3 separate regions of the Mus musculus genome follow, and all the other regions are linked to region 2. Evidence: chromatin contacts called from public HiChIP or PLAC-seq data. All regions are on one chromosome and are shown on one strand. The core of a region is the stretch at or near the end of the contact, and the rest is flanking DNA. Distances in the headings are between cores, read along the strand shown.

Evidence for each region. HiChIP or PLAC-seq counts read pairs in DNA pulled down with a chosen protein or histone mark.
Region 1: a CTCF HiChIP or PLAC-seq map of pro-B cells shows a contact between it and region 2, with 28 times the contacts expected there. The contact joins two enhancer-like sites. A contact is called at or near these places in 2 of 15 datasets of contacts at CTCF or cohesin (large pre-B cells and pro-B cells), 2 of 484 Hi-C or Micro-C datasets (large pre-B cells and pre-B cells) and 2 of 115 datasets of contacts at active chromatin or transcription factors (embryonic fibroblasts and large pre-B cells).
Region 3: a contact with region 2 is called in an H3K27ac HiChIP or PLAC-seq map of embryonic fibroblasts, with 6 times the contacts expected there. The contact joins two enhancer-like sites. A contact is called at or near these places in 2 of 115 datasets of contacts at active chromatin or transcription factors (embryonic fibroblasts and large pre-B cells).

Annotation. Positions count from the first base shown.
Region 1 is chr11:45,538,179-45,542,418 of GRCm38.p6, forward strand. No RefSeq gene overlaps it. Among named protein-coding and RNA genes, the nearest start is that of Gm22284, 99 kb to the right of the region's middle. Within about 2 kb of position 1,458, at least 23 of the 459 cell types and tissues checked have an H3K27ac peak or open chromatin away from gene starts, as enhancers often do. A contact at or near this core is called in pro-B cells, where this site is marked.
Region 2 is chr11:44,948,191-44,953,006 of GRCm38.p6, forward strand. The region is part of intron 10 of Ebf1 (early B cell factor 1); the gene reads left to right. Among named protein-coding and RNA genes, the nearest start is that of Gm51859, 140 kb to the right of the region's middle. Within about 2 kb of position 2,376, at least 60 of the 459 cell types and tissues checked have an H3K27ac peak or open chromatin away from gene starts, as enhancers often do. A contact at or near this core is called in embryonic fibroblasts and pro-B cells, where this site is marked.
Region 3 is chr11:45,882,352-45,886,733 of GRCm38.p6, forward strand. It overlaps Clint1 (clathrin interactor 1), which reads left to right. Exons shown (of 12, transcript NM_001045520.4): 2 at 1,359-1,463; 3 at 1,981-2,077; 4 at 4,080-4,188. Among named protein-coding and RNA genes, the nearest start is that of Clint1, 33 kb to the left of the region's middle. Within about 2 kb of position 1,425, at least 66 of the 459 cell types and tissues checked have an H3K27ac peak or open chromatin away from gene starts, as enhancers often do. A contact at or near this core is called in embryonic fibroblasts, where this site is marked.

The DNA.
Region 1 (4,240 bases), core at 208-2,707, 590 kb after region 2:
GGCAAGCCCACAAAGCAGGCCAGTGTGATCTGCTCTGTGTGGCCCTGATGACTCCACCATTTGCTTAAAAGCCATGCTGTGTTTCCTAGACAATGGCTATACTCCAAGACACACATTCCGGTTTTTAAGGCTCTAATGTAAACATTCTATAAACAGCTCTTTCCCTATGCCTTTGCCCTCCCCATGAAGGCTTTTAACATATTGTTTCTGCTCACTTTTTTTTTCTCCCTTTCTAAATTCAGCTCTGCTCTCTTGCTCCCTTGCTTCTCCTTCCCTTTCTGCTTCAATGTCTCCTTGCCCATCTCCTGACTAACTTCTTCTGCAACATCCTCACTGCTGTGGCTGTGCTCCTTTGAGGAACCTTGTCTTGTCGGGGGGGGGGGGGGGGGTTCTGCAGTTCCCAGCCGTTTCTCGCTCTCTGTTTTCTTGTTTGCCCAGCAGAGCTGTCCTCCTCTGCTGGGTCTGTGTCTCCGCTTTCATGTTTACTGGAAAAGCTTCACTCCACTTCTCACCTCTTCCTGCCCCCCACCGCCTTCCCATCCAGCACCAGTGTGCCCTCATCTCTCCACTGCCCTTTCTTTCTGGATGCCTGGTCCTCCTTGTGTGATCCTTCCTTTCCCACACCCTTCACCCCCATTCTTGGTCCTCTCCTCCCTTATCCCTCTCTCTCCTCTTGCTGCCATTATGTCCCCTCCTGGTTTACACACTCCCTCTTTATCATTGTTTCCACTCCTTCTGGCTACTGATACCATAAAGGGGGTTGCAAACTCTATCCCTGGCTGCATGTGCACACCAGGAGCCTGCCTGGCAGCCTAGCATCAAAATTGCACAGAAAACTGGATCTTGGTGCCTATGTGTAGTAGCTTGGCCTTGGATAGATCTCAGTTAGAGGGCTTCAGTGTAAAGCTGGAGCCCCAGGCATCCAACTCAGGAGGCAAGATGCAGAGAGAACTGTTTCTATTTTCCAGGGCCTTTGGTCAAGTTAAGGCCACAGACCAGTTGAGGTTTCAAGGAGACCTAAATGTCATCACCTCTACCCCTTTCCTCTTCTCTGTCTCTGTCTCTCTCTTTCTCTCTCTGTCTGTCTCTCTGTATGTCTCTCTCTCTGTCTCTCCATCTCTCTGCCTCTCTCTCTCCTCCTCTCTCTGCCCCCCACTCTGTGTGTGTGTGTGTGTGTGTGTGTGTGTGTGTGTGTGTGTGTGTGTGTATGTGTGTGTGTGTGTCTTATGTATGTACTTCTCATTTTGTCTCACTTTTGTCCAGGATACAAAGGCCTTGTAACTTATCAGATTTAGCATACAACATTACCACACTACAAAATAAAATAGAAAAGATAGAAAAGAGAGTAAGAGGCACCCCGGCAGAAGGAGTTGGTGCTGCAGGGCAAAGGCTGGCCTTGCCCAGTTGTTCTGCCTTCCCCAGGCTCCAAGTCAAGCAGGACTGACTATGCCTTTCCTTAGAGTACAGCGCCATCTAGCAGATGAAATGCCAAACCTGTAGCTGAAGGCCTGGAAGCAAGTCTCCACAGATTCAGGCCAGTCAAACCGCAACTGGTCTGAAATAGCAATGTAGCCCTCTGGCCTTGTTTGATATTTCGGTCCATTTTCAACTCTCTGTTTTTCCTGAGCCTCACTCCTGAATTCCTCCAGTATGGTCTTCATTCCTAGAAAAGGCAGCAAAGTTCCAGGTGAGCTGGCAGACTTTGCCTGAAGCTAGGAAGCCCTGGGTGGCATTTTCCAAAGCAAAATAAAACGGAATTTCCTGAAGACGAGGTAATCTTCGTTCCTCATTTCTTTTTCTGTTGTTTCTTCTTTCATCCTTCTGTGAAGACCTGACTTTCAATCACCTCCACAAAGTTACTGTTTCTACATACCATTTATACTCTGTCATTTACTTTTAACTACAAACCCCAGTAGGTTGTCAGTAGCTGTCTATAATCTTTGCCAAAACGTGTGCTGAGGCATCTATAGTCAAATCCATACAGGTTCAGGTAGAGAGCTGTGAAGAGCCACCAATGTCTACGAGGAATATGGGTATGTAGGGTGGCAATGAGACTGTCCCATGTCTGTCCTCAAAGAATTGGGGCATAAGTAATGTAAATATCTCAACATTGCAGAAAAAATGTCCCAGGGCCACACATCTGAAAGCAAGCCATGTCATCTCTCAGTCCTCTCTAGCCTTTCATTTCAGGGGAGGCAAACTAAGGTCAGAGGAGGTCATGCCTAACCTAAGATCACTCACGTTCTTGTGGCATCAAGACGAGACTCCAGCTTGGTACCCTATCATTTCTGGTCCCTCTAACACCTTCCTAATTACACCCAACAGAGAAAGAAGCTCTCCTATTGACCATGCAGGATACCTCTGACCTCCATTATCACAGTGCAAGTGAGAGTCAGCCATTAAAAAAAAAAAAAAGAGTCCAGCTCAAAGCTGAAGGTTCTACCAACTCCATGGCTGCTCACGGTGCATTAGAAGAGCCTGAGGCTACATCTAAGCCTGTCCAGGGGAAACATTACCATCAATTCATGGTGTTCACCATCACTATAGACACAGAATGAGAGTCAATAAAACAACATTCTATGCTTGCTTAGTCTCTTCCAGCCCTGATACTTTGCAGTGTGTGCCTTGAGCAGAAGTCATGAGTTTCTTTCTTGAACTTGAACCAGAAATTTGGGGTTAGGGATACATAGCAGTAATCCTATGACCCACAGATAGTTTTGTACAACCATAGGCTCCCCGTCTCAGTTATAGATGGGCCCGTAGTTCAAGTCCACTGTGGTTCCCAGTGGCATGTACGTCTATTGCTGCTCCCAATTCCAGAGATATCCTATAAAATTCCAAGTCCTAGCTGATCCCTGGTAATATCCACTCCCTTGGCATAAGCAGCAGGCAAGGAGTATTCATAGGAAAGTTGCTCTTGACAACTGCAGATAAGGGAATATACCAAAACAGCCTGGGATGGGTTAACTACGAGTGAAGAAGACACTCTTCAATGTTCTCCATCATGTCAACCCTAGTGTATGGCTGATCCACAGGGCAGCTCTGAATAGACACATTTAACAAACCTGGACATTTCTTCAACAGAGGCAATGAGCCTTCGCCAGGCTCTCCCAACTCAGCTTGCAAATTCCCAGAGTTCTCCTGTTCTTGCCGCTCTTACTGCACAGACCTGCCATGGGAGAACATCTGAGAGTATAAAATTATGAACCAGAGAATCAAACTCTAATAAAATGGGATAAGGGAAAGAGAGCACTAGCTAAGAACTCGCAGATCCACTTTTTAGCTCTCTAGCCTCAGATAAGTTACTTCTGTCCTCCCAGATTTGGTGTTCTTGTGATAAAAGAAAGGACTATAGTAGCATCTACCTCATAGAACTTTTATAAGGTTAAATGAGATTAGAATCATGAAGCTGTTGTTAATATTGTTAATCCATGTCAATTTCTGGCGTATAATGACTCTGATCTGGTTGGATATAAGAACACACATGGCTCATTACAGGTTCACAGTCAATCATGGTTCAGTTACAATATGATACTACCAAGTGTTAGTTAAATAAGGCGTATGTCCAAAATTCAAAGAAAAGAAGATGAATTTGGAAAGTAGTTCCCTTTATAGACTTAAAAACTTGATCAAGACCTTGAAGAAAAGTAAGATGTCAACACAAGTCTTTATTATGGGATCAGACCACATTGAGGTGGAGCAACATCTCATATGTGTTGACCATGGGCTACACCTGCAGCTGAGAAACTCCTTCGACTGGTTTTTAAAGCAGATCTCCTGAGTCCAGGAATGGGCAAGCCACTCAGCCTGCAGATCTGATATGACCCTCCTTTTTTTCAGCTATTAGATGACATTGACTTCCAGGAAGAGTCTCTGCGAGGCTTGAAGCTCCAAGTAAGAGCTATGCAAAAGCCTGGGGAAATTAAAAGATCTATTCAAATAATAACACTAGAAACAGCAATCTCTCCTGGGCCTTGCACTATGTATAATCCCTGAGTTCCAGGCTTAGCATCATGCTATCACAGCTGTCATTATAACTGCCATTTCACAGATGAGGAGCCATACTCAGAAGAGAGTGGATTTGCTCACACAAACCACAATGGGTAGACGTCAGAGCCAATAACGATGTGCAAGTGAAGGTCAGAGGCAGCCCACATTGTCCTGCTCACATATTCGAGAGCTGCATTCTAATTTTCCCAAGGTTTAGCTAACCGCCTCACTGCTCAGATACAAAACTGAG
Region 2 (4,816 bases), core at 1,126-3,625:
TCATCCACATCTTCCACGCATTTTTGGTTTTGTAGAGAGCAATGAGGTACTTGGAGCAGTGAGTCAAATATTTCCTGCTCCTTGGCAGGTAGGGCTGACATTTTTGATCTGATGTGACGGGTTTAGAAATGAGCCTAGTGGACATGGGTGGCATAGGTTTAGAAGGCTTTTGCGGGGCCTGTTTTGAAAGGATATATTGAACCAAAAGAAAAGAATACTCCATTTAACCACGTGCTTTCTTCTCAGTCTGCATAGCAGAGAGTTTCAGACCCTTGATGTTTCTGAGTATTTTGCAACAAGGCCCTCCTCTTCTCTTGCTACCATACAGCTTTGTGTACAGGTGACTACTGTGGACAGCCAATGCAGAACTCAATGGAAGTCGTTGCCTGATGGGACGGCTAATGTGGTTGCAGAAGGAAGCAAACGGCCTTTCAGCAATCCCACATAGTTACTGATATTCGCATGGGGGAAAGCCAGCGTTTCTGTGTGAACAGAGGAAATTGCCTCATGTTAATCCCTGTGCCTTCAAAAGACATTTGGGATGTGGGACTCCTGCTAGGGTTTCATGCAGTAATATATAAAATATGCACTTGACCAAGAGCTTGCAGTTTTGACTAATGGGATTATTAGCCAATGAGTAATATGCTAAGTTTGCCAAGTCTAAGTTTATGGCTGGACCTTTGAAAGCCAGAACTCCATGTTCCGATAGTCAGAGGCATTCTAGTCTTGCAAGTTCAACCCTAATTAGAAAAAAAATACTAGGGAGTTATTATTTTTGATCAGAAAACTTGAAGTAGTGAGGGTCTTTTTGTTTATTTGTTTATTTTAAAGACTACAAATGCTAATATTTTGGAAGGATTCTTAGGGCATGTTAGGGAGTAAACCTTTTTGGAAGTAGAACATTTGAGAAGGGTCGGTGGTATAATTGAATAATGTAATTTGATCAAAAGAGAAACAACTTTGATGAAGTAGTTTATTACTTGCATAATTTTTCTTACCAAACAGAGTGCACAGCTACCAAGGCAGAGGACAAATTAAGGAGACACAATATCCAATCCAAGTTTGGCACACGAGAGAAAACACCTGGCTGACTGATTTCATTGTTTGCTTTCCAGCTAGTGTGCTTGGTGTGGTAGAGACACTTTGTGGGTTTCCTGTCTTTAACAGGCTAGTCGCCACAGATGACTACCTTGGAAAAAACATGATCTAACACCGAGATGACAGCCAGGTCTCAGCAGAAGGATACAATTTCTTTTATATATATATATATATATATATTCTATGCACATATATGTATATATGTTTATACATGTACACACACACACATATATATTCATATATATTGACAATTCTGTAATTCTGTTGCTTTGTTCTATTTTTAGCTGTGTGTTTAAATAATTTCAGGAATAATTGTTTTTAATTGTCTTTCGTTGTAGGCAGCACAGTTGAGAGTAAAATGAAGAGCTCATGAGGTCATGCAGCCTTTTCTTATTCACACACATTCTGCTACGTATGTGTGAGGGTTATCAGCATCTACCCCAGTTTCATTCACCATTTTCCCTCTGGCCTTCATGAAGTTTGCTTTCTTCTCTACAGACACAGACTAGCTCAGTTCAATGGTGTTACTCTGCTGTTAGACTGCTTACATCATGTTTAGATTTTTTTTTTAAAGACTATGTCTCTCTACCATGGTTCATGAGTTCCATTTTTGGGAGGCATTGATCCTAAATCTTGTGCTTTATTTTTCTCATGGCATTGAGTGGGTAGAAACAAACTCTAGTTCCTAATTCACTTTAAAGAACATGACCCCCCCCCCACTTTGTTCCTATTTTCTTGTTAAAACTAAATTGTGTGCAATTTGTAGGAAATTGAAACCACATTTTTTTCACTTTTAACTTTCCAAAATTAAAATTTATGGGGGGGGGGAAGCAATAAAGTGCTTACGAAATGGTCATCTATAATTATCTTCGTGGGTTGCACACATTTGAGGAAAATGACTTGGAGACCCTATCAAGGTTTTACAACCGCAGGACACTGGGCTTCTCACCAATCTCCCAGTCTCCCAGTCTCCCAGTCTCCCAGTCTCCCAGTCTCCCAGTCTCCCAGTCTCCCAGTCTCCCAGTCTCCCAGTCTCCCAGTCCCCCAGGTGTTGGAGCCAAGATTCACCTCCAGAAAAGGCTAAAGCTTACACTACACATTCAAACATGCAGTGTGCGCAGAGGCCCTCAGGAGTGCTCACAACACAACTAGGCAGGATCTCAACAGGTTTTCCCCTTTTGTTCCGTAGCGACTGTTGTTATAGTGACATTTACCATGTAGACCGCTTCTATGGCTAGTTCTGGACTTGATGTCAGTTCCTGTAACGTTCTTGTCACGCTCTACCTGGCCGTGGAAACCACAGAACCAGTTACATGAACTGCCTGTTTCTGGTTGCTGCTGCTACTGTTTTGGATTCTGAGTTCAGGGCTCTCTTCCTCCCAACCGTTCCTATGAAACGTTCTAGAAGACATTCAAGGTCTGAGCTATGATTTGTTTCCATCTTGGAGGAAAAAAGTGTTTATACTTGTCTGCTCTTTTGATATGGACATTATGGTTTCCACATGAACAAGAGTACATTTTCTAGTCTGAAAGCATTGATGTTTCCACATTAGTTTTTTGATATTATTGTTGTTGTTGTTGCTTGATTCTTTTGGTTTGGTTTGGTTTGGTTTTCTTTTTGTTGTTTGTTTGTTTGTTTGTTTCACTTTTGGTTTTGTTTTAGAAGAAGTCTCCCTGGCTGCCCTGGAACTTGTTATGTAGACCAGCCTAGCCTCTAATTCACAGATATCATCCTGCCTCTGTTTCTGGAGTGTTGGGGTTAAAGGAATATATCACTCTACTTAACAATCAATGACAAATGTATCAAACCATGCCTACCTTGAGGTAATATGTTTAGAAGTAGTATACTTGATGTGGATGTGATGAAGTCATTCACTCAATTCATTCATTCTTTTCTCCCACTGAGTAAATATTTATGGAATACCTTCTTGGTTTTATGTCTTAGATGAAACTCTAAATATAGAGTACTCAATACAAAGCTACAAGTAATACTTGCACTTAGCAACTTAGTCATTGAACCTTAGTGCTACCATCACCATTACAGAGCATCAGGGTGGATATGTGAAGCCTTACCAGGCGCCTGGAAGTACCTAATGACTTAGTTTCACCAGCAAATGACAGCCATGCCCAAGAAAGGCTTCTCTGACCACTTAGAGAAGGGCAATGATTTGACATGTATTCTGACCATATTTGGCTCTTCGTTATAAGGACTTCTGACCAACGAACTCAGATTCATAGGATTCATTTAACAACAATGTCAGTACTTATGTGCTGTCTGCTTCTAAGAGTTTACAAATGCAGAAGCATTGGCTCGAGCACGACTCGGCCACAAGTACTGCCCTGATGCTACAGATAAGGAGAAGGAGGCAAGAAGGGTTGAGTCATCTGCCAAGTATTTGGACAGTGTGACCACAGGAGCCACTATCTGCCAGTGTGACCCTAGAATCTACCATCAAATCCTAACATTATTTCCAACTACTTCAAGATTTCCATAAGCTTGCAGCCCCTTTGCAAGTGAGTGTCCCACACTTGGCATGTAGCAGGAATGTGCATGAGACTCTCTAGCTTGCTAATGGGCAGTTCTCACTAAAGCTCTGGCCCAGGAGTCCTTGGCTGGAGAACACCCTTGAGGTCTCACAAGCCAAGGGTAGGAAGAGTGGCTACTAAGCCTGCTAGTGAGTCCAAGTGCTCCTCTCACACATCTCTGGATGATTTGCTCAAGGAAATAACAATCATTTCCATTTCAAAACACCATTCACAAAATAACGTGTGCTAATTATGTAGCAAAACAGAGCAAATAAACAAACAACCCCCCCCCCAAAAAGCAAAAACCAAGAGAGGATAAAAGGGTACAAACTCACCCAGTACTCATCACCCAGTAATGGCAATGCCTCCCTGGACTTCTCTGTTATTTTTCTATGTATAACAAACACAGGCAAACATCTTTTTTTGTTTTGTTTTGCATCTGTGACTATATTGTACTGTGTGTCTATTCACACATGCAGCTTCATCTTCTGCTTTATTTAATATACCCCTTTCCTCACACACTAAGTCTTCTCCATAGCACGGCATTGAAGAGAAGCATAATTTCACACAGTGTAGACTTACTGTATTCTCCCACCGGCTACTGCTAACTAGTTAAGCCCATCTTTCACATATAACTGCATTATGATGCGCTGTGTGCTTCCTTTTCTAACTTGATGCTTTAATAACCATTGTAATTTCCTACAACTAAATTGTTCTAAAGCATTTGAACACTTAAATTTTTTTCCTACATAATTCTTTTTTTTTTGAGGGAGGTAGATGCCTTTCAAATAAAACATATTTGAAATAATTTTATTTTCTATTATAGTATTTGTACCATAAAATAATGTCATAAAGTATAGAACAGTGGAAATAAAATATGCCCACATGTATACAAGAACTCACAATTAGCCTACAAAATTATATCTAGCCATAAAGTAAGCATGCTAAGACCCTAGTATTTATATTAATACAGCCGGCCATACTTGTTAATGTATAAGTGTTTAATCTATCGGTACCCCCTCTCTTTTTTATCACCCAACTGCAAACTGGGTTCATTTTAGATAATTACCTTCAGTACTAAATGTATATTATCTGCCCAGTTAGGAAATAGATTGGAGGGAATTCAGAAATCAATAGTAATAAAGTAAACAGAGAGAATAGAATCTATTTCCGCTCTTACTATTTATTTGAA
Region 3 (4,382 bases), core at 175-2,674, 930 kb after region 2:
TAAGGAAATAACTTTTAGTTATATTATCGCATTAGTTGTGCAGTTGGAGGGGGTGTCCCTGGCATTCAGGGGACACTTTTCTTGGTAGAGTCCTGTTGTGGGTGTCGGTGTAGGAGCTGCACTGTTTGTTCTGTGACCTGACCAACTGTCTATATGTGACTGTCTCAGTGCTGATGTGGATCTGTTTGTCAGTGACTTAACTAAGCTAAACTCCTTGAAGGAACGAATGGCAGCAGACAAGGTCTAAAAGCGCTGAGCCTTGATCCTTCCGTATTTAGAAAACAACTTTTGATGACTTTTAAAAAGCCACATAGCAAAAGAAGGGAGGATATATGAGTAGTAGCTATCTAAATCTGATTTTATTCACTCATTTATTAGTTTTGATTTTGTGTTGCTGTGTTCATCTGTTAGAACACACATTCAGTAGTAATGGGAACTATATACATCAGATGAACTCACATTTTTATGGCTTTTCTTCCTTCAGATCCCATACACATGGCTGTTTAAAAAAAAAAAATCAAGTGTTTTGCTGTCTTGTGTCTTACCCTTTGAAAGCGTTCTTTCTTGCTATAGGATGGCTCTCAGTTATTAACTGAGCATCACCTGTCTGTCAGGCAGGAGAGCAGCACCAGTTTCTATGCTGTCTTTTGAGGTGTACAGAGCCTCTTCCCAGTCTACAGTTGAAACCAAGGTTAAAACAAAACTGCTTCATGAAATGGGGTTGGAATCAGGTTTTCTGTCTCCCATGTTCTTGTCAAAAAACTAGAAGTCTCAAGGAAAAGTTAAATATCATTTCCCAGTAAAATATTATGTAGCCAGTGAAGGTGTGAGGTTTACAATAACTAATAATTAAGTTTTTGTTAGAGAAAAACACTGATACAGAAGGAAATGTTGGTAATAGTTTTAAACAGTTGTAGAATATTCTCTTTGTGTTATGTCTTTTTTAAATGTCACACAGAATTGTCCACTGTAATTTAGTGTAAGAGAACAGAATTCCTATAAACACAAACCCGACCTCTTGTAAAGCACGGGCAGAGAGAAGGTGAACATCCTGGCTCTGTGATAGACTTGAGCGTGTCCGTTTGTCTTTGAGATCAGACCATGTCTCCTGGACTTGGGCCAGGGCTGATGACATTCCTCTGCATTCTTGAAAGCTAAATTCTTAAGATAACTTAAGTGTGTAATGTCGTGTCTTTGGAGTAGCCTGTGAGCAGAGCTGCCCCCCACTCCATAGATGTGGCTCATTAAGACATACGTTAGTATCATTTAGTTTTCATGTGTTGCTCAGTTTTGATGCTAATCTTTATGTATCTATATGTGTGTGTGTGCACATGCACATGTGCATTTTCCCTCTGCAGCACCAATGTGGTTATGAATTACTCAGAGATTGAGTCTAAGGTTCGAGAAGCAACGAATGATGATCCCTGGGGACCTTCTGGGCAGCTCATGGGAGAGATTGCCAAGTAAGTGGTAATTTGACTCAACAGTACAGAAAGAATCAAAGTGTCTTTACACAGAAAGTGAAGTTTGCTTTCAGTTTTAACCTGTTTAACTATCAGCCATATGTTCTGCATAATCCATTTTGATTAGTGTGGAGAGTTTTATATAGGTTCCATTCCCATTAAAAATTAGCTTTTAATGATGCGTCAGCCAAGACTTAATAGCTTTCCTTGCAAATTTTGAAGAACACGTATAAAATATTTGAAGTAAAAAAAAATCACACACTTTTTTCTTGGTGACAATGTGGGGCACTGAGGCCATGAAGAAAAAGCTTGCAGGATGGCACCGTGATTCCTCATGATGTGCTGTGTGTTGTGAAGAATAAGAGGAAGTGTGTTTTAGGAGGAGTGTCATTAAAATTTGATTTCGGCTTATTTTTTTTCTAAGCTGTTTGGGTAGTCCAAAGAACCTAGAGCAAGGCTGCCATCTATTGTCAGATTTATGCTACTACAGATGCTTAAGGAAACTCCTCTCTTTCAGGGCTACCTTTATGTATGAGCAGTTCCCAGAACTCATGAACATGCTTTGGTCCCGGATGCTAAAAGACAACAAAAAGAACTGGAGAAGAGTTTATAAGGTATGGTGGAAGCCTACAAGAGCGAGTGTTGACATGACTGTAGTCCACTAAGTTTCTAGACTTTTCCGAGACACACACTGTTTTCCAGTCATAAACAGCCCTTCATAGTACAGAGTGTGTTCAGACTTATGTTCTTCTAAATATTGAAGATTTTTATTGTTTCTTAAATTTTTTCCTACTAAATCTGTTGAGGTGTTTTGAGTATTTAATCTCTACTCATATGCAAGTTTGCTACTTGACTGTTTAAAATTAAAAACCAGTCTCATGTTTGTCACCTCTGTAAACAGCTTTGTTTAATTTGTGGTTGGGTGATAGCACCATTCCGCTCAGCGAAGTCTATAAGCTGGGACTGGCACTGAGAGTGAGGTGTGCAGACTTCTGGCTTCACCTGTGTGTGGACTTTTCCTCGGATTCATCTCATTTTGATTCTGTATTTCTAAAGCAAGGTGATGGTCTTCCTAGTTAATCATGTTTTCCTGCTTCTCAAAACATGCTGTACGCCAAAAGGATTCACTCTCACACGTAGCAGACCACAGCAGTGTTCACATTTGCAACGTGACATTTTGACTCTCAGAATTAAAAACCTGTTTTAACTAGAATTTTGTTGTTACTGTTACTGTTGTTGAGTGTCTGAGTGTAATGTGCCACTGTATGTGTGTTTGGAAGTATAGGGAGGCCAGAGCTTTGCTCCTGTGTCTTCCTCAGGCATTCCATTTTATGAGCAGAGTCTCACTGAACTCAGAGCTTTCTGATCCAGCTAGCTTGCTTGGGATCCCTGTCTCCTCAGAGTAGAATTACAGGTGGCAGCCAGGCCTGCCCAGCTTTTTATGTGGGTGATGGGGATCCAAGCTTCTATACCAGTGTTTGCATGGTAAGTACTTTATCCACTAAGCCGTCTCTTCAGCCCTCCCCCCTGTTCTAATTTGGTGAGGGTGCTGGGGAGAACAAAGTCTCTCTTTGTAGCCCTGGCTAGCCCAACTAAGTATATAGACTATGTCTTAAACTACTAGAAATCTGTCTGCCTCTGTCCCCCAACTATTAGGATTAAAGGCATGTGGCACCATGTCCAGCAAATTTTGTGATTTTTATGATGTTTGTTTCCTAAAATATTCTCTGAGATTTCTATAAATTGTATAATTTTTCTAAAATGGGGGCTTTTAAAGATTATTGTACTTTTTCAAAAGATTAGGAAATCTGAGTAAAATGGCTACAGGGCAACACTCTCAACATTTAGGTGGCTGAGGCTGGAGGATTACCGTGAGCTAGAGGCCATCCAGAGAGGCATGATGAAACCCTGTTTCGAAACCAACCCCCCCAGATTACTTACTATTAAGTGTGAGTTTGTGCCCTCAGGGTCACCACCCTGCACAGACCTGAAATCATAGTGAAATGAAGTTTTAGGTGAAAAAGCAGAGGAGTGTTTCCTGCTGCGTCACCAGCTTGTGAAGAGCCCTGCTGCCTAATGCCAGCCCGGCCATCATTGCTAGGTGCCTCTGACTCAGCATCTAGCATGCCCACTTAGTTAGCATCCCTTGGCTTAACAATTTTGCAAAGTTTTCCTTCTGTTGAAATCTTTTGAAACCTCATTAGCATCAGAATTGGGTTTTCTCACAGGACACTGCTACAGGGTCCTACAGGGTCTTGTAAAGACAAAAGGATCCTCCCATGTCCCTAGTACTTAGGGGAGTGGCTCCAGAAGGCCAACAGCGAGAGCCAGGCCACTCCTGGAAATCCCATGATTTGTTTGACTAGTGTTAGACTTCAGAATTACTAGTTACTTTAAATCTTAAAGTAGCCATTGCCTAGGTAGTTTGTAATTATTTTCTGTACTAGGAACGTGAGGATGAAGTTCGGACTGTCTTTCGGTCAAACAGAAAGGAGAGGGCACACTCCTCACCACCAGCATCGAGTAATGTTGGAGTTTGTGTTTGTGTGTAACTGTGTACCACTGCTCTTCCAGAGCTTATTCCATTCAGTCATTTGGTGCTTTATATTTCCACAGTCGTTGCTGCTCCTAGCTTACCTCATAAGAAATGGATCGGAGCGAGTTGTTACAAGTGCCAGAGAACACATTTATGATTTGCGATCCCTGGAAAATTACCACTTTGTAGGTGAGCAATAGAAAACCCTCATAAGCAAATTAAAACAGTAGTTGGAGTTGTCAGTCACCTGAACCAGCTTGGAAGCTTCTCTGCTCTAATTAGCATGTGACTCTTGCTGGTTGTGTGACGAGTGCAGAATCCAAGGCGTGGGGCCCTAGAGTATTAATTAGTGAAGACAGGAGCTTGCAGAAAGGACTGGCTAA